Linked DNA regions of Mus musculus: region 2 is linked to region 1. A link is a contact called in public promoter capture Hi-C data. All regions are on one chromosome and are shown on one strand. Each heading gives the region's core, a stretch centred on a gene start, on an enhancer-like site or on the middle of the called end of the contact. The rest is flanking DNA. Distances are from core to core; before and after follow the strand shown. Region 1 overlaps Vav2 (vav 2 oncogene). Region 2 overlaps Vav2 (vav 2 oncogene).

The links. Promoter capture Hi-C pulls out the DNA fragments that hold promoters and counts their contacts.
Region 2: a contact with region 1 is called in a promoter capture Hi-C map of liver. The contact joins two enhancer-like sites. A contact is called at or near these places in 2 of 39 promoter capture datasets (the C10 cell line and liver), 2 of 484 Hi-C or Micro-C datasets (bone marrow-derived macrophages and embryonic fibroblasts), 9 of 115 datasets of contacts at active chromatin or transcription factors (double positive thymocytes, embryonic basal ganglia, embryonic midbrain and 5 more) and 2 of 9 other capture datasets (adipose tissue and liver).

Annotation. Positions count from the first base shown.
Region 1 is chr2:27,265,888-27,271,963 of GRCm38.p6, forward strand. It overlaps Vav2 (vav 2 oncogene), which reads right to left. Exons shown (of 28, transcript NM_009500.2): 23 at 5,888-6,004; 24 at 4,241-4,328; 25 at 3,012-3,135; 26 at 2,264-2,350; 27 at 1,343-1,497. Among named protein-coding and RNA genes, the nearest start is that of Sardh, 22 kb to the left of the region's middle. Within about 2 kb of position 3,419, at least 9 of the 459 cell types and tissues checked have an H3K27ac peak or open chromatin away from gene starts, as enhancers often do. A contact at or near this core is called in liver, where this site is marked.
Region 2 is chr2:27,403,358-27,409,918 of GRCm38.p6, forward strand. The region is part of intron 1 of Vav2 (vav 2 oncogene); the gene reads right to left. Among named protein-coding and RNA genes, the nearest start is that of Vav2, 21 kb to the right of the region's middle. Within about 2 kb of position 1,569, at least 90 of the 459 cell types and tissues checked have an H3K27ac peak or open chromatin away from gene starts, as enhancers often do. A contact at or near this core is called in liver, where this site is marked.

The DNA of each region.
Region 1 (6,076 bases), core at 2,169-4,668:
ATTTATAATCCAAGTCTGTGTGGTCCTCACACTGTCTCCAAAGGGGCTCTAAATACTCAAAGTGCGTCTGTAACCACCAGAATCACATACACGATAAAAGGGTAACTAACAAATCAATCATTAGAAGGGGAAGTGAAACAGAGAGAAAAAAATACTGGTTAACCTAAAAGTTACCCAGAAAGGAGAAGAGAGGAATTGACCCACAGTAAACAACACAATGTTAGACTTACAAATGAATAACCCAAAATTTATACTAAATATAAATGCCTACTAGAGGGCAAAGACTGCCACATTAGAGTCCCTGTAAAACTTCCAACTGGCTATAGGAAACCCAGTGTAAGTACAAGGAAAGAGACAGGTCAACTGTAACAGGCAAGGGGGAGGAGCAAAGCACTTACTTAAGGAAAGATGCTGTCGCCTCTGTCAATAGACAGACTCAGCAGTAAAACGGCCAGAGAGAACAGGCATTTCGTGATGACAACAGGTTATAGCAACAAGATCTACTCACAAAAGCTCAAACCAGTTGTTTTCAGACTGTGCTATGGAATTGCCTGGACCTGGTGAGGGACCAAGCACGTAACTGAATGACAGTCCCAGTGGCTTCCACTGCATCGGCCCACTTCAGGGCTGGCGTCCAGCCTTCAAAGTTACTGCTAGGACTTAGTAGCCTTCAGTCTTTTGAAGGGAAGCTAGGAATAAATGAAACTATTTGGGTTCTGCAACACAGACCCCAAAGTTGACTGGAAACAGACCCCAAAAGTGACCAGGATGACTGGGAACAGAATGGTTCCTGCTACCAGCTATAGAACGCTCAGCAGGGGAGTCAAGGCTGTCTGGCCCTTGTAGACAAATGCCTGTGGGTCTCTGCAGCCCCAGGAAAATCCAGTGTGTCCTGCTGTTGGCACCTGGAGCTCTCTGCCTTTCCAAAAAGTTGCTCAGAGGCCCGGGCCAAAGCCAGTGGATCTATATGAGCTCTGGGATAGAGGAGGCTCTTAGCAGAACCTCTTGGGGAAAGAGTCTGAGGGAGCCACATGGTAGTCACCATAAATAGGAAGAAGGGATGGGGTACAGTAGGACCTGATAGCTACCTGCACGTGACCAGATGACTGTTTATAAAACCTGTTCCTGAGTGACCACAAAGGCAGAGAAGGGTCTGGGTGGCCTGGATGGAGACCTGACCAGTGTAGCTAGGATCACAATGATCATGGCTAAGCACAGTTGAGGCCGAAGAACAGCTAGTCGAGTCCGACTATGTCAGAGCCAAAGGCAAACCTTCTTGACCTCTCGGTAAGGCCAGCCCTGGGCCTCTGCACAAAGCCCTCAAGCCAGGCACGCTACTCACCCGCCCATTTGTCTCTCCTTTCCACCAGCCCTGGTCCCCACCAATTCGGCTGTAGATCTTCACCACATCACCTTCTCGCAGTGACAGCTCCCGCATGTCTCGAGCAGCAAAGTTGTACCTGGCCACGGCTGTGCCGATGACCCGCGGTGTGAACACTATTGGGGAAGACAGGGTGAGACATCAAACAACTGCAGGAGCTGCCCAGCCAGGGCTAGAGGTCCTCAGACTGAGCTGTGTCCCTTCCCTGGTACCTAGACTACGGCTTTGTGCCCACAGCTAGGAAGGTCTCTGGAGGAACACTAGCCTCCAGCTGAGGGCCTGTCACACCTGCATTTGGGCATATGACACATCTATGCATGCACTTAATGGGGGTTTGAGCTATCACCACCAATGCTGGGCCACTATCACAAGCAATAAGCATGCCATTGGTGAACAGAGCAGGCACCCATGCCTTGACCATCCCCACCCCAGGTCCCCAAACTAGATTGCAACCCAGTGGACTTGTTCAGCCCAGAACCCAGGAGTCCTGGGGACAGGTGACAATGGCAGTGAGGGGACACATGGCCTCACACAGAAGGGCTTTGGCTCTGGCAGCAGAAAGCACGTCAGACCAGGGATGACTAAAACCCTCTCCTCCACACCCATTCCTGTTCCCATGGCAGCTCTCCTGGCTGCAGAGTAGTCACCAGCTCTGCCCCCAACCCCATCTCCCAAACCAGAGGCAAAGCTCTCAGTGGCCGGGAAGGATGACAAGCTGATGAGGCAGGGACGTGTCCACCAGTGTGACCAGGGATGAGCCCTACCAAATGCGTCCTCATGTGCAGCAGCCTTGGCCAGATCCCCAGCCGTCCCCCTCCCCCCCAGCACCAGGCTGCACAGTCAGGGGGACCCATCAGGCTGGGCCCTGAGCAGTAGAGGTACCTGACCAGAAGGGAGCAGAAGGGGCCTGGGGGGCAAAGCTGAGGCCCTGAGGACTGAGAAAAGAAAAGTTGTAGGAAGCGCAGGAAGCTGCAAAGAGGCAAGAGAGAGCATAAGACAGGGTAGAGCCAAGGAGCCACAGGCGATGCCAGGCTCTACCTCAGGAGGATGCTGGGGAGGGCAGGGGCCTACCACAGGCACAGCTAGGCCACTGCTTGCTCTACACCTATGTCTTGAAAGGACACTGAGGCCAACTGTCATGGAGGTTGGCAAGCCTCTGCTGGTCTGCTCTGTCTGGGGTGGGGAAAGGAAGATCCCATAGTTCTGCAGGTCCCTGCAGACTGGAGATATGGGAAGCTCAGGGGAAAGAGCCCTGGGCTAGAAGCCAAAAGCTCTGGGCCTCTCTCTGCCCCGAGGTCCAGGCTGCACACTTGTCATCAGCTTTGAAATCCCCACTGTAGGCAGAGAGCTGCCTTGAATAGCCAAGGCCCCAGGGCACCCACGGAGGGCTCTGTTCTCAGATCCTGCCTTACTGCTTCTCCTTACTGTCAACTCCTAGCACAGGTGCCAAGAGTCAGGGTAGAAGTGTAGACCCCGTCTGCTACGTGAAATGAGAAGGGGTGTGAGTCAGGGCCACTGATAGATGTGGAGGGCCTGGCCCACATTCAGGGATCGGGCAACAACCCAGGGGGACAGGGAGATCTTGGCCCTTCACGTGGCCTGAGTAGATAACCCTGGACACAGGCATTACCTGGAGACCGGCTTGAGGCCCTGCTGGTGGTTCGCTCCCGAGACTTGTAGGGGAACTTGAGTGTAGTGTCCAACTGCTTGAAGCTTTCCTTGAGTGAGTGACACTGGTAGTACTCCACCAGCTCCTGCAGGGGTTGCACACTCACCAACCGCTGGAGACTCAGGAGCCCTCCCACCTCCTGGGTTCAAGGGATGGGCTCTTCTGAGACCCCCTCAATCTCACTCCAGCCAAGCCCAGCTAGGATGGCCAGTGCCTCAAAAACCTCTCCCTCAGGCGCAGGGCTCCCAAATATTGCTGAAAGAATGCTCTGGAAAGAATGCCAAAGAAAACAAACTGCTGACGACTGTGCCATCCATGCTGGAGGGAGGCACACCTGCAGGGCAGAATGCCACGAGGCTAGAGCCACTCAGAGGACTGGACAGCTACGAATGACGGCCACACAAAGAGGTGTGCTGTGGCTTTGTAGGAGCTCTGTGAACCACGGCCTGGCTGCCCCAAGAGGCACCTACAGTCTCACCAGATGGTGTGTGTTTGTTAGCTCTGGGCTGTGAAGAGGATTTCAGGCACTTTCTGTTTGCCTGTGTTTTCCTGTAGGTCACAGGGGGTAAAGGAAATCTCCAATGTCCTGCCAGGGGAGCCATGTTTGTGACTTAAGAAGAAAAAAAAAATACGGGGCCAGGTATGGTGGTACACGCCTTTAATTCCAGCCAAGTAGGAAGGCAGAGAGAACTCCACAGTGAGTTCCAGACCTGCCAGAGCTACATCATGTCTGTCTCCAAAAACAAAGAAAAAGGGTTGGGGTTGAGGTTGGGCTCGGAGGTAGGGCAATTGTCTAGTATGTGCAAGGCCCTGGGCTCTGTGCTAGTACCAAAAGGGAGTGGTGGAGGTCAAAATCAACTATTTTAGTGTCACTTTAAGGAATAGAATGCCTTTAACTGCATTCTGGTGGGGCTGACCACAAGGACGGGAGGAGAGGATCAGCCTGAGGCAACTGGTAATCTCATGTCCAAGGTGACATTTGAGCTAGGGAAAGTTTTGGAGTGACCCAACTCCGGTATAACATGACTCCAACTGTTCCCAGGAATCCTGTCAAGTGTCTCTAGATTTCTCTGGGAAGAATCACCCCTCCCTAGGCAGAGAGAACGGATCATCGGGGGCAGAGTGGACAGTGGAGAGCCCTTGGGCCTCTGGCCAGGGTCTGGAGCAGTGACAGTTACAGGTACACGTACCAGGAGGCTCTCAAACTTCTTAGCTTCCGTGATGTGGATCCAGCTATCTTTCTCCACCACCTTGATATGTTTCACCTCATCATTGAACCTGGATAGACAGACAGACAGACAGACAGACAGCCCCAGGCTTATTCCAGATCTGCTTCAGCAAAGATCCTGACCTACACCTCTACACTGACTGTGCAGCTGCCTCTCCAGCCCTTGGCCCACTCCATTTGAGCAGATCTTCCATATCTCTCCCTGCCTACTTTAAGTCCATACCCTAGAGTCCCCACTACCAACTCTGACCTCAGTCCCTAACCCCCTATAGGAGGCTCCAAAGCACGGAGCACAAGTTCATCAGGTCCCAGGGGCAGCGGCCCTGCCCTCATCATCTTTAGTTCAAGTGTATCTAACCTAGAGAGCCTTGGGAGGCTCCCAGCAAATGACAGCCCAGCCCATGTGAGGCAACACCAAGGTTCAAGATGTCACACAGACAGCAATCTCAAGCCAGTGTCCTGATGTCCATGGGTGTAGGAACTCAGTCAGTGAAGCAAGAGAACCTATCTCCCTAAATATGTCTACACATGACCCAAACATGTAACATGGACTGAACAGTGCTGAGGGATGGAGACATCCTAGGAATGCAAGGTTGGTTCAATACCCTAAGACTGGCTAAGGAGACACTGAATGAATGAGTGACCAAGCATTGCTCCACAGGACCACGGTAGGGACCTACCTGTGTTCACGTGGCTTTAACATGTGCTGTGAGCCAGACCAATAGGATCCCCACTGTGGTGTCCCAAAGACTAGGCAGACACAAGGCACTGTGGACACTCCTAGGATGTGGGAGTGCTGGCTGCCATGTCATTGTGTGGGGCTGGACACAGGCTATGAATTTCTTTAGGCCCTGAACATCATAGGACCTTTTGGGAAAGTGATGGCTCCTGGCAGTGTGACCTTCCTGAAGCGAGGAGACCTGGGGGCCTCTTGCTCGGCTCTAGCCCCTAGTGCCCACCCGCCCAAAAGGCCATGAGGATTCCTGCATCCACTGGCATCTGTTCCCAGCCTCTGTCACTGTAGCGAGAGGCTGTCTTACTATGGCTACCAAGAGGCTAGCTAGATCACGGAGCTTGCTTCACCCAGGAGCCCTGCTCAGGACTTGCATAACCCCACTGAATCACAGCAAATCATACACCTAGTAACAGGTCTAAGACTTGTGCCCATGGCTATCCTGGGCTGAGGAAAACAAACTTCAGGGTCTTGTTTGTTTTTTATCTGAGGAAAGATGCCCAGATCAAGGACCTGTAGCCCAAGCTACAAGGCTACCATGGGCACTGATGAAAGTCTCCAAGGGTCCCTAGATGCCACAAAGCAGCGTGATGCGTACATCCTGCATAAGACTCACTGGATTGGCTGCCAGTAGACCTCTGATGGCACTTCTCAGTGTCCTGCCAGCCCACCTTTCTCTGAAAATGCTAACCCAGCCCTTAGCTGGGTGACGTGGCCATGGAGCCCTGAACACGTGAGGAGATCTGATGGTAGCCCGTGTCCTCTGCTTCCATCTTGTCTGGGATTTTCTAGCCTGGGCATCAGAGAGAAGACCCACTCCACCTCCTCAGTAGCAGGCTAAAGAGGGACACTTATGGGCCCAGAGCTGCGGCTCACTTGATGCTGATGGCGAAGCGTTCTGCCTCTGCTGGACGCTCTCTGATGAGGTAGGTCCCACTGGCATGAGACTTGAGCAGATTGTCCGTCTGCTGCCGTTCCATGTTGCCAGCAAACCTGGGGTCAGAAAACCAGAGCTGAGACGTGATGCTGCCGGAGCAGTGCCTGGGGTGTGTGTGTGTGCAGGTG
Region 2 (6,561 bases), core at 319-2,818, 140 kb after region 1:
TTACCATCCATCCAGAAATTATGATCCCCTAATGTTGGAGTCTCCAAAGTCCCTCATGTCCCCCAAAGCTCAGCAGTGGTCACAAAGCCTTTCACATGGGCATTCAGAGGACAGTTCTGATCTAAACAACAGCAAACAAAAGCCTTGGTTTCTGCGACTCCTGTCCCTCTCTACCATTCACACTGCTCACAGGTCCCCACCCGACTGCTCTGGATAGGGCTCCAGAGCTTGGGCCAGCCACATGAGGGCCTAGCATAGGATCCATCTTGGACTCTAAGTAACAAAGTCTCCATGGGACCCCTGCCTGAGTCCAGTCTCTCACTCTCCCTACCAGACACCACATCTCACTTCTGCCGCAGATGCCCCAGAGCTAGTGTGGTATGTCACTGTAGGGCAGAGTAGAACACGCCTAACCACCTTCCAGGCAGAGGTCTTGGTTTAAATCTTCCCCACCAGCCATTCCCGAGAACTCCTGTCCTCAGAGACCATGACTCCAGACTGCACGCAGATCTCAGATCCAAACCCACTACCCAGTGGCTGAAACAGGCTAGAGTCATCTGGGAACAGGCAACCTGGATAGAGAAAAAGCCTCCAGCAGATGGGCTGTAAGCAAGCCTAAGGAGCATTCTCTTGATTAATGATTGATGTGGGAGGGGCAGCTACAACAATCCCCTCATTCCTGCAAAAGCAGGCGACTGTCCCACATGGGACAACTCTATGTATTACTAGAAACAGTGCAAGCCCCCTCTTTCTCAACCACGCAGCACACCCCTCAGTTCATGGGGAAACCACTCCCGTGGCTGTCGTAGCTAGGTGAGCACACCTGGGATGCTGGTATGTGATGTGTGTGCGTGCAAGCTGTGTGTGGGCAAGAGGTGGGTGTGTGCACACCTGGGAGCATGTAGTGGGTGTGCCCGTGCATATGGATGGATGGATGGGTGTGAATGTGTCTCTGTTATGACTGATAAAAATGTCTTAATGAAAAAATTTTAGAAGATTCCAGGGAAATAAGTCTGGACTGTCAAGGGGAGGAAGGCGAGATGTAAACATGTTTTTCCTGTTTCTTAAATGCAATCGGCTTTCATTTTGCTCTTTGTGTACAGTAAACACAAGCTTAGCAGGGGGCGGGGAGGGGGGCAGACTTCCTGCTGCCCCAACAGACTCTGCCCCCTGCATGCAAAGAGGAGGCTACCTCTGTTCCACAGGATGATGCCAACAACAGACATCCCAGCAGCTTGCCGAGCTGATTCCTTGGGTCTCTTAACAGTCTCTTAGTGAGGCCCCAGAGAGTCACTATCCACTTTGTCAGCTTACAGGGTCCACCAAAGACTTTGCCTCTGAAGTCTCCAGGCCTCTCAGTTACATCATGGAAAAAAAAAAAAAAAAAAAAAAAAAAACAGTGATCCATCCCCAGGTCAATTCCATTCCCGCACAAGCAGAGGGGTCAGCCATCAGTGGCAGCCCTGCTCCAGCAAAATGCACCCTGGGAAGGCTCAGATGGGAGGCACGTTACCCTCAATCTGCTCCCCTCTTACCTAGTTTCACTCTGAACATTAGGACCAGAAGCCACTGGGGCAGATAGCACAGGGCAGAACTCTGCTAAACATGACTTCCCAGGTGGCCCTGGGCAAGTCCCTGACCTTTCAAGAGCCTTAGTTACCCCAACCAAATAGCTCTGCAGTTTCCTGAGTTGGGGGGTGGGGAGGGGAAGGGAGTCAGAAAGACTTCCTCAGAAGTTAGAGGGGCCTTTCTCCAGCTCTCTAACCCAGGCTCTCAGTGACCTTCCAGGTCCCCTCACACCATCCACCCTTCCCCAGGGCCCTGCACTGTCCTCAGCTCTCTAGACCCCTAGGCCTCCTCTCAGATCACTGGAAAAACTCTTCTGTCTGTAGAAAGAGGACAAGGACACAGCTCCCCACTGCTCCCCACACCCCCCATCAGCTTGAGGAATTCCCCTGAACTTTCAGGAACTTAGACTCAGGCCACACTGGGTTCATGGCTTCTTCTTTTGTTTCTGGTTTTCCCCCCACAAGCAGGTATGGCTTCTTAGCTCTTAGACTATAGCTCTTCTCAGGGCTGGGGGTGGAAGGAGGTGTGTCCAGTGAGGCCAGTCTCTGGGGTTCCCTTTCTCAAAGGCCCATGAAAAAAATCAGTGAAAAGCTGAACTTTCTAGAAATTCCAATCCCACTGGCTCCAGGCCCCTCAGTGCCCAATCTCTGCCCCCTCCTCCAGGCAGGGAGAGGGGACGGGGCTCCACGGATGCCAGGGCAACAGGTGGGGCGGCCAAGGTCAGGAGTGCTCACAGCTGCAGACTCACCCTCAGGCCCCACCCCAAAAGAGCCCAGCATGTGAGAGGCTACCCAGGCATAGAGGACAGGCCAGGAAAGCTACACCAGATCTGGCATTTCACAGCTGGGTCAGGAGAACGGCAGGGTATACTGACTGGAGCCTCCTTCATGCCTTTGGCACCCTGGGTCCCACGGCCAACCAGAGTTCCTGTTGAGGCATCTAGGAACACTGGTTTCTTGTCCTCTTATCCTTGCTAGCATGTTCTGGGCTGGGATAGCCACTGCCATCTTACCAAAGGGGGACACAGTGGCCCAGGGGTGGTGCCTGTGCTGAGGAAGGGTCACAGGTCCTGTCTCATATGAACAGGACAGGAAGAAGCCTGGTGTAAGACCAGTTTTTTGGTTTTGGGTTTTCTTTTTGTTTGTTTTTGTTTTCATTTTTCTCCCAATATAGAAATAACCTCTCCTAGACAAAGGGAAGGCAGGGTTGCTAATGACCTTGGCCTCCCTGCCCAGCTGCTCTAGTGCCTTGTCCAAGCTGGTGCTCTGAGTGACACAGGAGCCATCAGATGTTGGGTTCCGCACCTCCTCACTGGTGCCTCAAATCCCTAGCTCACCATGGAGATGGGTATAGTTGCCCTGGCCTGAGCCCAACATGCGTCCTCCAGTCTCCCCACAAATGGACACTCAAGATTGTTGCCACAGTTTCACCTCTAGTCAGGTGCACAATGATAATAGATGTTCTCAATAAAGATGTGCATCACGAAGTGGGAAGGGCTTCCTTCCATCACGGGAATTCCCATGCTGGGCCAAAGGCCCCAAATTCCAGGTTCCTAGCAAACTCACCCTGTAGGCAGAGCAAGAAACAGAAAGCTGGGGCTGGAGAGATGGCTCAGTAGTTAAGAGCACTGACTGCTCTTCCAAAGGTCAAGGTCATGAGTTCAATTCCGAGCAACCGTATGGTGGCTCACAACCATCTATAACCATCCAATGCCCTCTTCTGGTGTGTCTGAAGACAGTGACAGTGTGCTGAGTACTCACATACAATAAATAAATAAATAAATAAATCTTTAAAAGAAAGAAAGAAAGAAAGGAAGGAAGGAAGAAAGGAAGGAAGAAAATAAACAGAAAGCCAAGCCACCTCACCTTAAACACATGTATGGCTTAGGACCTCGTACGATGTCCTCATCAAGATGGCCTTCCCGACCACATTCCATGATTATCCAAGAGCACCTGGCTGAGCCTGCAGGACTCAGCTCCTCCCCACTTTCCCTGCTCCACTCATCCTTCACTCACTTGGCCACCAAATCAGCAACCTGCATCACTCTGAGGCGTGCATGAAGAGAGTCTCTTGCTCTGCTTTCAGAGAGAATGGCAACCTGGGCTCTCTGCCCCATCCCAGGTGTTATTTTGAGGGGGCAGGGGATAGGGCGCCCAAGGGAAGTGAGAGAGCAGTGGAGTGACTCAGAGGTGCTGAGAAATGGAGCAGCCCCCACATCCCCAGGGCAACCAGGGTAGCTAGAGAACAGGAAACCCGACAGCAGCGGATCATCGTCTGAGAGGACAGAGGACCATGAGGACAGGGGTGGTCCATCAATGCTATCAGGAAGGGACACTCAAACTCCCATCATACCAGGCAGTTACTTGGAGGCATAGGTCCAGACCAGCATCTCAGCAAGCCCACCCAGTCTCCGTCTACATTCCTGCTGCACTGCCACCTCAGCCCAGATTCTGCCCTCTCCATCCCCAAGGAGCCTGGGCTTCTCCTCTCTCACAGCCCCTTCCTACCTCACGTTCCTGAGCAGCTCTGACAAGACATCGTGTCCAGATGAAAGAAAGGGGCCACTATGTCAAGGAGACAGACAGACAGACTTTCAAAACTACGTTCGCATCTTAACTCCTGGAACCTCACAGGAACCTTTAAATAGGGAAGGCTCTTTGCAGATGCACTAGAAACTACCCAGGCATGACCCAGTGCGTGTCAGCTCAGAAGTACTGCTGTCCTCAGAGGTGCCCAGGCATCTGCCCCCATCCTAACTGAGAACCCCACCTGCCCTGTGCATTCCCATGAAGATCCACACCAAAATCAGTATCATCTCTCCCAACCCAGCTCTGGGACACCCTCCGCTGAATGGTCATCAGCGGGTGCCCCTCAGCCATCACCAGCCTCACCAGATGGACTCTCAGAAGTCACATCCCAAAGATAAAGGCATGGGTCGACAGCTCACCACAGCCTCCACCCTCCCCCTAACCCTCATAAACAAAGCCTCCCCCATACAGCTGGGAAGGGGAGCACAAAGGGCACGAGGAAGGGACCAGTCATGCCCTCTCAGTCCAGGACGAGGGCAGGTAGAGCTTGAAAAGAAGCAGACTTGGGAGCTCCAAGTTGCCCTGGGGCTACAGACCAGCCCCCTCCCCCTCTATACCACAGCAAGCCTCTGCAAAGCTGGAGCACGGGCTTTGAGTTCTGAATGCCAGCTCTGCTCCTTAGATGGGCACCTGAGACCAAAACCCATTGTCATCAGCTCAACCGGGTCCACTCATTCCTTCAACTGCTTTCAAGAGGCCCCAGGTGAGTGTTTTGTTTGTTTCAACTTTCCTTTTCATTTTACTCAATGTTACTAAATGTAGCCCTTCTGTTTCTCCCGCATCTCCTGGCTCCCCCTCTTCCTGCCCTCAGTCACCAGTCTCTTCCCACCCTTCCTTGGCTGGTATTTGTAGGAAGCCTTCTATCGCCTGTAACCTTGTCAAGAGCTCTAGGATTTGATTTATCCATTTCGGTCTGAAACAAATGCTATCATGCATGGCTTTACCTGTCACTTGTATTTGGAGCTAACTCTAGCAAGAGGGATGATGAGAGACTAACAGGCAGACAGCAGCTGTCACAGAGCAAAGACATTTCACAGTACAAAGAAGGTGGCCAGGTTGAGGGGTATAAATGATGTCACTATACCATACATGTCCAGAAACTCCACTTACACCTGGTGGGACACAAGGAATGGAGAGAGTCAGGGACATGGTAACTTTTCTCTGAGACCCAAAAAGAAGAGAATCAGATACGCATCCTGCAGCCTGACTCTCAGCAGTTAGCAGCCTACAGGGTACAGGCTGCTACAGCAGGTAGGTGGAGAGTGGGAGAAGTGGTGAGCAAGAGGGCAGGGTATACTCAGGTGGACACAGTCATCATAACCCTGAGCTCAGGCTAACTAAAGGCATGTGACAGACACCAATGGCCCCTGCTGCTAGAGAACCAAGAAGATAAGCCCCAGCTTGAAATTGTCCAGCAGGGTCCTCTAGGTGCTCATGTCCCCAGGATCACTGATGTCCTGGAGAAGGTACCATCCACAGCACCTGGAGACTGGAGACACACAGGACCGGCACCTATCGCCTCTAGCCATAGACTACTCCACTACAGAGCCTGTGCTCCAGATACGGAGGGAGAGCACTTGTGCTGTCCTCCAGTACACGACAGCAGGACAAGAGCCCAGGAATCATGGCGAAGTCCACGTGCCAGCCTTGGGCTCACGACCAGGTACGGTCACCCAAGTCTTAGCAAATGCTTCTCTCCCGACATCAGTGAGGTATCAAGGAAGTCTCAGCAGAGCCACTGTGAGCTTATTTCCTGACTGAAGCTCTGCTGGATCAATAGCAATAAAAGAGGCTCCAAAAAATCAATTTAACTCAATGTCCTTTTTAAAGAAAAACCTCTGTTCATAATCAACACTCACTTTTAAAAACAACACATAAGCTCTTCTGGGTCTTCAGTCTGCTTGGCAGGACTCCACAAAGGCCACCTTGTCACCCTCAATGAACCAACATGCTGGCAACTAGCCCTTCCCCAGGGAGCTGGAGCCTAAGGCCCACTTCATGCCTACAGGAATCAGCGGTTCAAACCTGCCATGACCTGAACGAACTACCACCTGAATGCAAAGTTGGTAGTTCAAGCTGATAGGAAAAAAAATCTAAAGCTGAGTCCCACAATTCAAAGCCAGCGCCTTGGCTCTGCAACTGGCTTCTAAGCCTACAGATGCACGCACACACACACACACACACACACACACACACCAATTAAAAAAAACTGGGGAGATGATCCAGTCAGTCAAATGCTTGCTTGCTTTCATGAAAGCATGACGAACTGAGTTTGATGCCCAACACCCACATTTAAAAAGTGGGGAGGGGGCTGGGCGATGGCTCAGTGGGTACAGTGCTTGCTGCACACAAGCACGAGGAACTGGGTTGAATCTCCAGCATCCAATAAAGCTAAGTGTGCCTT